2 separate regions of the Hordeum vulgare genome follow, and region 2 is linked to region 1. Evidence: chromatin contacts called from public Hi-C data. All regions are on one chromosome and are shown on one strand. Each heading gives the region's core, a stretch centred on a gene start, on an enhancer-like site or on the middle of the called end of the contact. The rest is flanking DNA. Distances are from core to core; before and after follow the strand shown.

Evidence for each region. Hi-C and Micro-C count contacts between places; a contact is called where the count stands out from the background.
Region 2: a contact with region 1 is called in a Hi-C map of leaf, with 6 times the contacts expected there. The contact joins the promoter of LOC123444266 here to the promoter of LOC123444265 in region 1. A contact is called at or near these places in 4 of 6 Hi-C or Micro-C datasets (leaf and seedling) and 1 of 1 datasets of contacts at active chromatin or transcription factors (embryo).

The regions. Positions count from the first base shown.
Region 1 is chr3H:461,739,619-461,743,753 of MorexV3_pseudomolecules_assembly, reverse strand. It overlaps LOC123444265 (26S proteasome regulatory subunit 6B homolog), which reads right to left and starts at 2,231. Exons shown (of 6, transcript XM_045120942.1): 1 at 1,703-2,231; 2 at 157-303. The coding sequence starts at 1,759.
Region 2 is chr3H:462,047,086-462,051,220 of MorexV3_pseudomolecules_assembly, reverse strand. It overlaps LOC123444266 (ras-related protein Rab7-like), which reads left to right and starts at 2,444. Exons shown (of 7, transcript XM_045120943.1): 1 at 2,444-2,755; 2 at 2,903-2,929; 3 at 3,394-3,493; 4 at 3,580-3,726. The coding sequence starts at 2,700.

The sequences.
Region 1 (4,135 bases), core at 982-3,481:
TGAGCATAAACAAGGAAACCTAACAAATACTTAACAAACTATGCATCTATTACATGGTCAGAGCTTAACACATGCAATATTTTTTGTAAGAACGAAAGGAGAACTGAATGCAGAAACAAGGTCAACATATGCATGTTACAACTATCCGCATCTTACCTCACCCAGGTACTTCTGCACAAACTCTGAACCAACCACTCTGATAAAAGCAGCAGTAGTGTGATGTGCCACAGCTTTAGCAAGCATGGTCTTGCCGGTGCCTGGAGGACCATAGAGCAGCACCCCTCTTGGAGGATCAATACCAATCTGCATGTACAATTCATGATGTGTCAATGGTAACTCAACTGCCTCGCGAATTTCTTGTTTTGGATATCACATCCTCCAATGTCCTGAACATAATCAGAACTAGAATATTGTTATTGAGGTTTTTTCAATCCACTGTATGAAACAACTTCAGTAAGTCGTAAAGATACAGACTCCATGAATTGAAAAGTTCTGATCATGTTATGCACACAATTCTCAGGAAATAGAAAGTGCTCAATCTTGGTTGGCCTTAAGGATAGGAAAAATGACACAGGATCAAATCATTGCATGGGCATACAGATGCCGAAGTAAGAAAGCCCCAAATAGCATAAAATTTAAAGGATTTATTAAACCATTCCTACAGTACTATGGTGATTTGAGATTTTCGATTATGTTGGCGAGAGTAGCTTTATAACCTAGAAGAAAATAAACCGGCAGTACAAAAATTGCCGGTCGGTCTCCAAAACTGATCCCAGCAATTTAGAACACAGGCCAGAGGCAAATCCAACATTCAACCAATCTATCTGCCAAAAAACTACTGTTCATTGAACAATTATACTAAGAAACTATTACCCTACTAGTACTGTTATTATTATGGGTAAATAACTGAGAACAGTAGCAGAGAATATACATGTTACAGAGACCAGCTAGTCAATGCATAGCTATCTTTTCCTGTTTATCAGAAATGCAACACTTGTACTGTCAGCATAAAAGCTGCAGAAGTTATGTACATGACTGCGGAAACAACCAAAGCACACTTCAATTTCAGGCAAAGCAATTCATTCACAAACATCATCAATATCTACTACTATAGCAACTAATTCATATCTACTAAAGGATGCCATAAATCATAATCTACATGAAGTACGCCCAAATTGAACACGGGCCACCGGCTAATCCAGATTCCACCAATCTATCTGCCAAAAATCCGCTGTTCATTGAACAATTATACTACTCAAGAAACTATTACCATATTACTGCTACGTTTATTATTATTATGGGCAAGTAACTGAGAACCGAAGCAGATAACATCCATGTTACAGAGATCAGCTAGTGTGAATCCTAAATTGGTCAACAAATTCAGAGTACCAAATGCATCTAGGGTTGGCAGAGTCGAAGACAGCGATCCTAATAAAGCATCAAATGAGCTAGGGTTCAGACAGATCTGAGAAACCCATAGCGAGTAGAGGACGTTGGGCTTCTCGGAGGAGGCGAGGAGCGAGATGCTGGAGTCGGCCTCAGGGGCAGCACGTCGACGAGGGCGTTGGAGTGGCGGTGCAGGGCGACGGAGGCGGAGGGCTTGAGCCTCTCGCCTAGGCAATATCTCGAACACGAAGCGCGCAACGAAACTGAAGCCACGGTGGCCGCTGGGAGAGGATGGGAGAGCTGGTGCGGTACATACCGGGGAAGCTTCGACGTCGAACGAATCGGCGCTGGCGCAGCAGCGCGCCCTCCACATCCTCTTCAGCGTCTGAGTAGCCTGTAGCCGCCTCCGCCGGCACGGGAGCCGAGGGTGACCGTGGGGGTGCCTGTGCAGCCGTCACCGTCGTCGGAACTATCGACCGCATCCTCTTCATAGGCGCCGCCTGGGAGGACCACCCATCGCATCTCCGCCGACACCGTCTTCGGCAGCCTCCGTGTCAGGCACAAGGCCTTGGTTGGGTACGGAGAGGAGGGGCCACGTCCCGTACGCCGCGCTCGCCGGCCGGTCCATGCCGATGTCCCCTCGAAGCAAGCTCCAGCGGCAGCGCTCGCCGTCGCTCTGCACACCGCGCCGCCGCCGGCCATCGACGCACTCCCCGTCGCCCCGCGTCAGTGCGGCCGAATGCAGTCGACGTCGCCCGCCAGTCGCCCCGAGACCGAACCGCCGGCCGTGTGGGAGAAGGCCGCGGCACGAGGCGCGCCGTTCGACGGCGTTGATGGGGAACGAGTCGGCCCGCGGGGCGCGGGCCGGTGCGGACGAGGCGCTGGCGCAGCAGCGCGTCCTCCTGATCACCCCCTTCAGCGTCCGGGTAGCTGAGTTGGCCGGTGACCCAGCGCCGAGTGCGCCGTCGAGAGGAAGGCCACCCGCGGCGCTCGCCGGCCGGTCCACGCCGCCGCCCCTCGAAGCGACCTCCAGCGGCGGCGCTCGATGTCGCTCCGCGTCAGGCGGACACTCTCCGTGAGGCCGAACCGCCGCCGGCGGCACGTGGTGCACCGTTCGACGGCGTCGATGTGAAAGAAGGAAGGGGAACTGGGGAAGGATGGTGGGGACTGGACAGGGGCTCCGCGGCATATTCCCCCGCTCTCTCTCTTCCGGGCGGGGCGGGGCGGGGCGGGGCTTGAATGATTGGGTGGGCCCACGTGACGATTCTGTCGTACATACCTCAGCGGCTCAGCGCCAGCTGGGGGGATCGGCCAGGCCAGCCGCATCTCAGAGGAAACCTGTTTCTACTTTGGCTATCTCCTGACAGAAAGCGCTCAAACGTTTTTATCTTCGCCGTCGCAACTTTTTCACTAATTTGATATTTCTGTTTGTGGTTGTAAGATCAACTCCAACGCTGCGATTCAAACGGACGCGCGGTTTATCCGTTTTTCGTCCGTTTGGGTCGGACAAACGAATGATGGTGTTTGCTTTTTCGAATTGATCGGCCAGACCGTCCAACGCAGGCTCGGACGCAAACAACGATAAACATAATTAAACATTAAAAGGCCGGTCAAAGCTGGCTCAAGTTCATATAAAACATTATTAAACATAAATAAATAAAAACGTGGACGCCCTCGGTCGCCCTATGCATCATCTTCGTCGTCATCGTCGGGGGAGGTGAGGTCGATGAGCTCCAGCGCCGGCCCAGCCCAAGGGAACGCTGCCTCCCACGCCTGAGCAGCGTCCTTGCCCGGCAAAACCGGCGGCGCAGGCTGACGGGCTCGCTCCTCCTCCTCCCGCTCCCGATGCTCCGCCTCCTCCTCCTCCGTCCACCTGGGCTCGAGCTTCATCTGCTCCGTTGCCTCGGCCTCCTCCCTCGCCAGTGCGAGCGACTTATGGTGCAGGAGGTACTCTTTCTCCTCCTCCTCCGTGCATCCATACCAGACGAGAGTCGCGGACACCCACTCCAGGAGCTGGCCGGTCCACTGGTAGGTGTGTGCCTGGCGTGCCTCGGCCTCAGCGGCCGGCAGAGATGGAGGAGCAGGCACGACGCAATCGCCCGTCGCGGACAGCGCGAGGGCCTTTTCGAGACCTACCTAGTGCGCATCCTCCTCGCGCCTGCTCTCCTCGATGGCGTAGGTCGTTGCCTCCTCGAGGGCGGCTTGGTAGGCGGCCTCCTCCTCCTGCTCCTCTAGCTTCACTTTGAGGGGTGGTGGAGGGATGGCCGTATCAAACTGGGCGTCGTGGATGTGCTCTCGCTCGTGCTCGACGGCGAACCAAACCTCCCATTTATGGGAGTCGGCCGCGTACGTCGGATCGCGCCGGTGCTCCGGACTGAGGAGCGCGCGCCGCCGGCGGACCTCCTCCGCGTGCGCGCGCGCAGACCGCGGCACTACTGGGATAGGGATGCGGTCGGGGTCCAGATGCCAACCATGGGGAGGTTGACATCTGGGTAGGGCAGAGCTAGCTTGTACTGCCAGTGCCATCGAGCTTGGTGGACTGGGATGTACAGACGCTCCCACTGTGGCACGCAGCGGCGAGGTGGCACCGACACCTTGGACGAGCTCGCGCCGAGGGTGAGCTTGCCCTTGCCCTTGCCGAAGAAGCACATGGCTAGGGTTTCGTGGTTGCTGCCGTGGGAGCAAGCGTGGCCAGATGTGGACGGGAGGGGGAAGTTGATGAGGCCGGCCCGACGCATGCTTTGGAATA
Region 2 (4,135 bases), core at 1,195-3,694, 310 kb before region 1:
CATATCACATAATTTAACAAAGGTGTTGAGATGAGAAGCGGATACTCATTAGGACTTCCCAAAATTTGTTCTTTCATCACAAGATTTAGCAATGGAGCATTAATATCAGAAAAATCCACACTAGTGGCGAGTGGTATGGGAGTACTAATAAAATCACTATTATTAGTATTTGAGAAGTCACACAACTTAGTATTATCTTGAGACATAGAAACGGAACTATCAAAGTAACAAGGAGAACCAGTAAACTAGCAAGTATAGCAAGCAAACAGGTAAACTAGCAAAAATGCATATTTCTATATTTTTGATTTTATAGCAAGCAAAATATAACAGAAAATAAAATTTAGAACAAGTGAATGATAATTTGTGTGAAGGTACTTGATAGAAAATTGGTGATACTCCCCGATAACGGCGCGAGAAATCCTTCATGATACTAGTAAATTGCGTTGGGATTTTCCCCGAAGAGGAGGGGATGATGCACACAATAGAGGTAAGTATTTCACTCGGTTAGAAACAAGGTTATCGAACCAATCGGAGGACCACGCAGTTTTCCATCTTCAACGCCCGCACACAAAAGAGCACACACTTGCACCCAACACATGCAAGAGGGTTGTCAATCCCCTTGAACTCGTTACTTGCAAGCGATAAGTAGTGATAGATAGAGAATGCAAATATATTAAATATAATAATTAAATACAAATAATAAAAGGCAGCGAGGTATTTTTGGTTTTTGTAAATATATTTATGAGGAGACCTGGGGGCCATAGTTTTTTCCTAAAGGCTTCTCTCTCGTAGAAAACATACAATGGGTAAACCAATTATTGTTGACCAATTGATAGAAAAACGCATAGTTATGCAATATTTATTCACGGAAATAATAACACATATAGGCATCATGTTCGTAGGCAAGTAGACCGACTCCTTCCCGCATCTACTACTATTACTCCATCCATCGACCACTATCCAACATGCATCTAGAGTATTAAGTAAAAAACAGAGTAATGGTTGGAGGATAATGACACGATGTAGACAAAGTAAGTCCATTTAATATGAATGAACCCCACTATTTTACCCTTAATGACAGCAATACAATATGTGTCATGTCCCTTTCTATCATTGGGATTGAGCACCGCAAGATTGAACCCACTACAACACACCTCTCCCACTAAAGATAGATCCATCTAGTTGGCCAAACCAAATCAATAGATCAGAGAGAATTACGAAGCTATCACATTGACACATATAAGAATTCAAAGAAGATTCAAATATTATTCATAAATAATCTAAACATAAACACACAATTCATCGGATCCCAACAAACGCACTGCACAAAAGTGATTACATAAGATAGATCATCGCAAGAATCTCGGTGATCATGGCAATGAAGAGCATAGAGAGTCATAAAACGACAATACGCGGGTGATAATCCGAAAACCAACGCTACTACTAGAGTTTTCCTAAAAGTGGGCGGTAAGGCATCAACAAGCGAGCTCTACACGGACGAGTCATAGAAGTCCATGATAAAGACAACGATGGACATCACAGACTCAAAAGCCAAAAATATTTTATCAATTTCCCCTACTGCAAGGTACCAAACATGGAATTGGGACTGATAATCGTTTCCATACGGCACGTCGGCCGAATCGACGCGTCGGTCGTCCCTCGCGTGCGCGGCCCATGCAACATTTTTCCCACCCGCGCGCTTCGTTGGTCAATGGATGCAACATTTTTCGTCTAAATTTGTTGCAACCAACGTCATTTTTGCTGCAAGCATTTTTTACTACATTTTGTCCTAGTATAAAAGTTGCATACACGTTTGGTTGCAACCGTGTATATACGTCGGATTTTTCATTACAATCGATGTTTACTTTTGTTACAACCGTGTTAATTTTTGCTACAACCGGCATCATGTTTTGCTGCAACCGTTCACTAAATAACTTGCATACACGTCACGTAAATATTTGTTACAACCGGCGTCTGACTTTTGCTACTACGTACCATCAGCTTCGTTTTTTTGCTACGATCACGTTTTTTTTTTTTGCTATAAATTTTGTTTTTTGTTGCAACCGTTGAAAAAATTGCTGTATCGCATCGAAATTTTGCTGCATAGGGGGAAAATGTTGCATGCGGATCCAACGGTGCGGACGCGCGGGGTAGGTAGATCGTGCGGCCCGCGCGCGGCCGGCCGAAAGTTTGGGCCGGTGCGCCGGCGCAGATCACTCCCCTAATCAATTTCCACACCTTAATCTCCCTTTAAACTCCCACTCCCTTTCCCCCAAAGTTGCCAATTTTTTCTTTTGAGACAATCCCCCAAAGTTGCCAAACACGCTGTTGGTGGTAAACCGTTTGGGAGCGGCCTGCCTCGCGGGTGGCCGAGCCGGCCCACCACGCCGGCCATCTCTGCTCCCTCCTTCGTTTTTTTGCGGTTCATCTCCTCCCTCCTTCGCCTGACAGTGGCAGAGTGGCACACGTCTTCCTCACCTCTCCTCTCTCTCTCCATCCACCACCACGGTCATCCTCGCACGAATCCCTTTCAAAAAATTTAAGACCACGCCCCAGATCACATCGAATTCACCACCACCGCCTCCCTCCCTCCCTCCCTCCTTCCGTGCTTCCATTTTCTTCCCCCCCCCCCCCCCCCCGTGCGCCTCGCCACGAGCCGACAAGCCGCGGGCAGAGATCGATCGCGATCGCCCCCAGCCATGTCGACCTCGCGCAGGCGGACCCTCCTCAAGGTCATCGTCCTCGGCGACAGCGGGTCAGCCCATTCCCTGCCCACCCCCGGATCCGCCCCCCGGCGGATTCCACCAATTTCTGCGAAATTTTTAGTTTTTTTGGGCTGGGGCGCTCGATTTGGGCGTGGCTGTAATCCCGTGCTTGTCTGATTTGCTCGTCCTGTGTGCAGGGTCGGGAAGACGTCGCTGATGAACCAGTATCCTAGCCTTGACCCCTAATGGGCCCGCATTTGGTCTGCCGTCGCTTAATCGTTCTCGGGTTGATCCATGTTCTGCTGTATTTTTCTCGTTTTTGCTAGCTCCTCTAAGCAATTGACGCGCCGGTGCCCGACCATGTGCAAAATTTGTGTCTTTTACTCGTAAGCGTTTGACCCATTTAGCTGCAGGAACACATTTGGCAGCGAACCCCCGTTTCTGAATATGAATTCCGTAGGCTCGTCTCGTCGTGGGCCTATGTTTAGCTGCATGCCGTCCGTTTCATTATTTCTGTTGTGTGATAGCCAGGATTTTGTGGTCAAAATCTCTTCTGGTGCATGGGTATGTGAGGATATGATTCAGTTTAGCAAGATGGGATTGGGAGAAGTACGCCGATGTTTGTGCTCCGAAATGTTAGGCTCGTGTTACTACTTTCTGTGCTTTGCTATGCTTGACTTTTATCTAGATATGTTCACAACAAGTTTAGCCAGCAGTACAAAGCTACCATTGGTGCGGATTTCGTCACCAAGGAGGTCCTCATTGAAGACAGGCTTGTCACATTGCAGGTGAGTGGAATGCCTAGTTGCAGCTCTCTTGACAGTGAAGAAATGGACTGCTGTTGTAATTACATCTGGGCTTGCTCTGTTTCTAGATCTGGGACACCGCGGGGCAGGAGAGATTCCAGAGTCTTGGTGTCGCATTCTACAGAGGGGCAGATTGTTGTGTGCTTGTTTATGATGTCAATGTTAACAAGTCATTTGATACGCTCAACACATGGCATGATGAGTTCCTCAACCAGGTAAGATTATTTTATCTTCCATGTCATTTGATGCCTGATCATGGTTGTACATATACAATGTAGAGAAATTCATCATTTGTTCTTCCAACATTGCTCTTATGAGATGACAGCTTGATATGATGATGCCATTGTGTTTCTAAGGCTTCAGCATGCCAACATAGTACTCCATCAGATCTGAGCATGCTGGAGTATCTTTTTTTCTCTGTGTTCTTTAAGAGCAATAAATGCCTATAAGGCAATAAACTGCTCATATAGGCGCAGTTATACTTTGCTATGATGACATATTCAGTTACCTTGCGAACTTTCATACTTCAGCAGTTTCGCTATGCAAACTGGCAACTTATTAAAGTTGCACAGGTGCCATCAACATCTCTAGAACTGCAATGGAGCAATGAAAGCATATCAATAC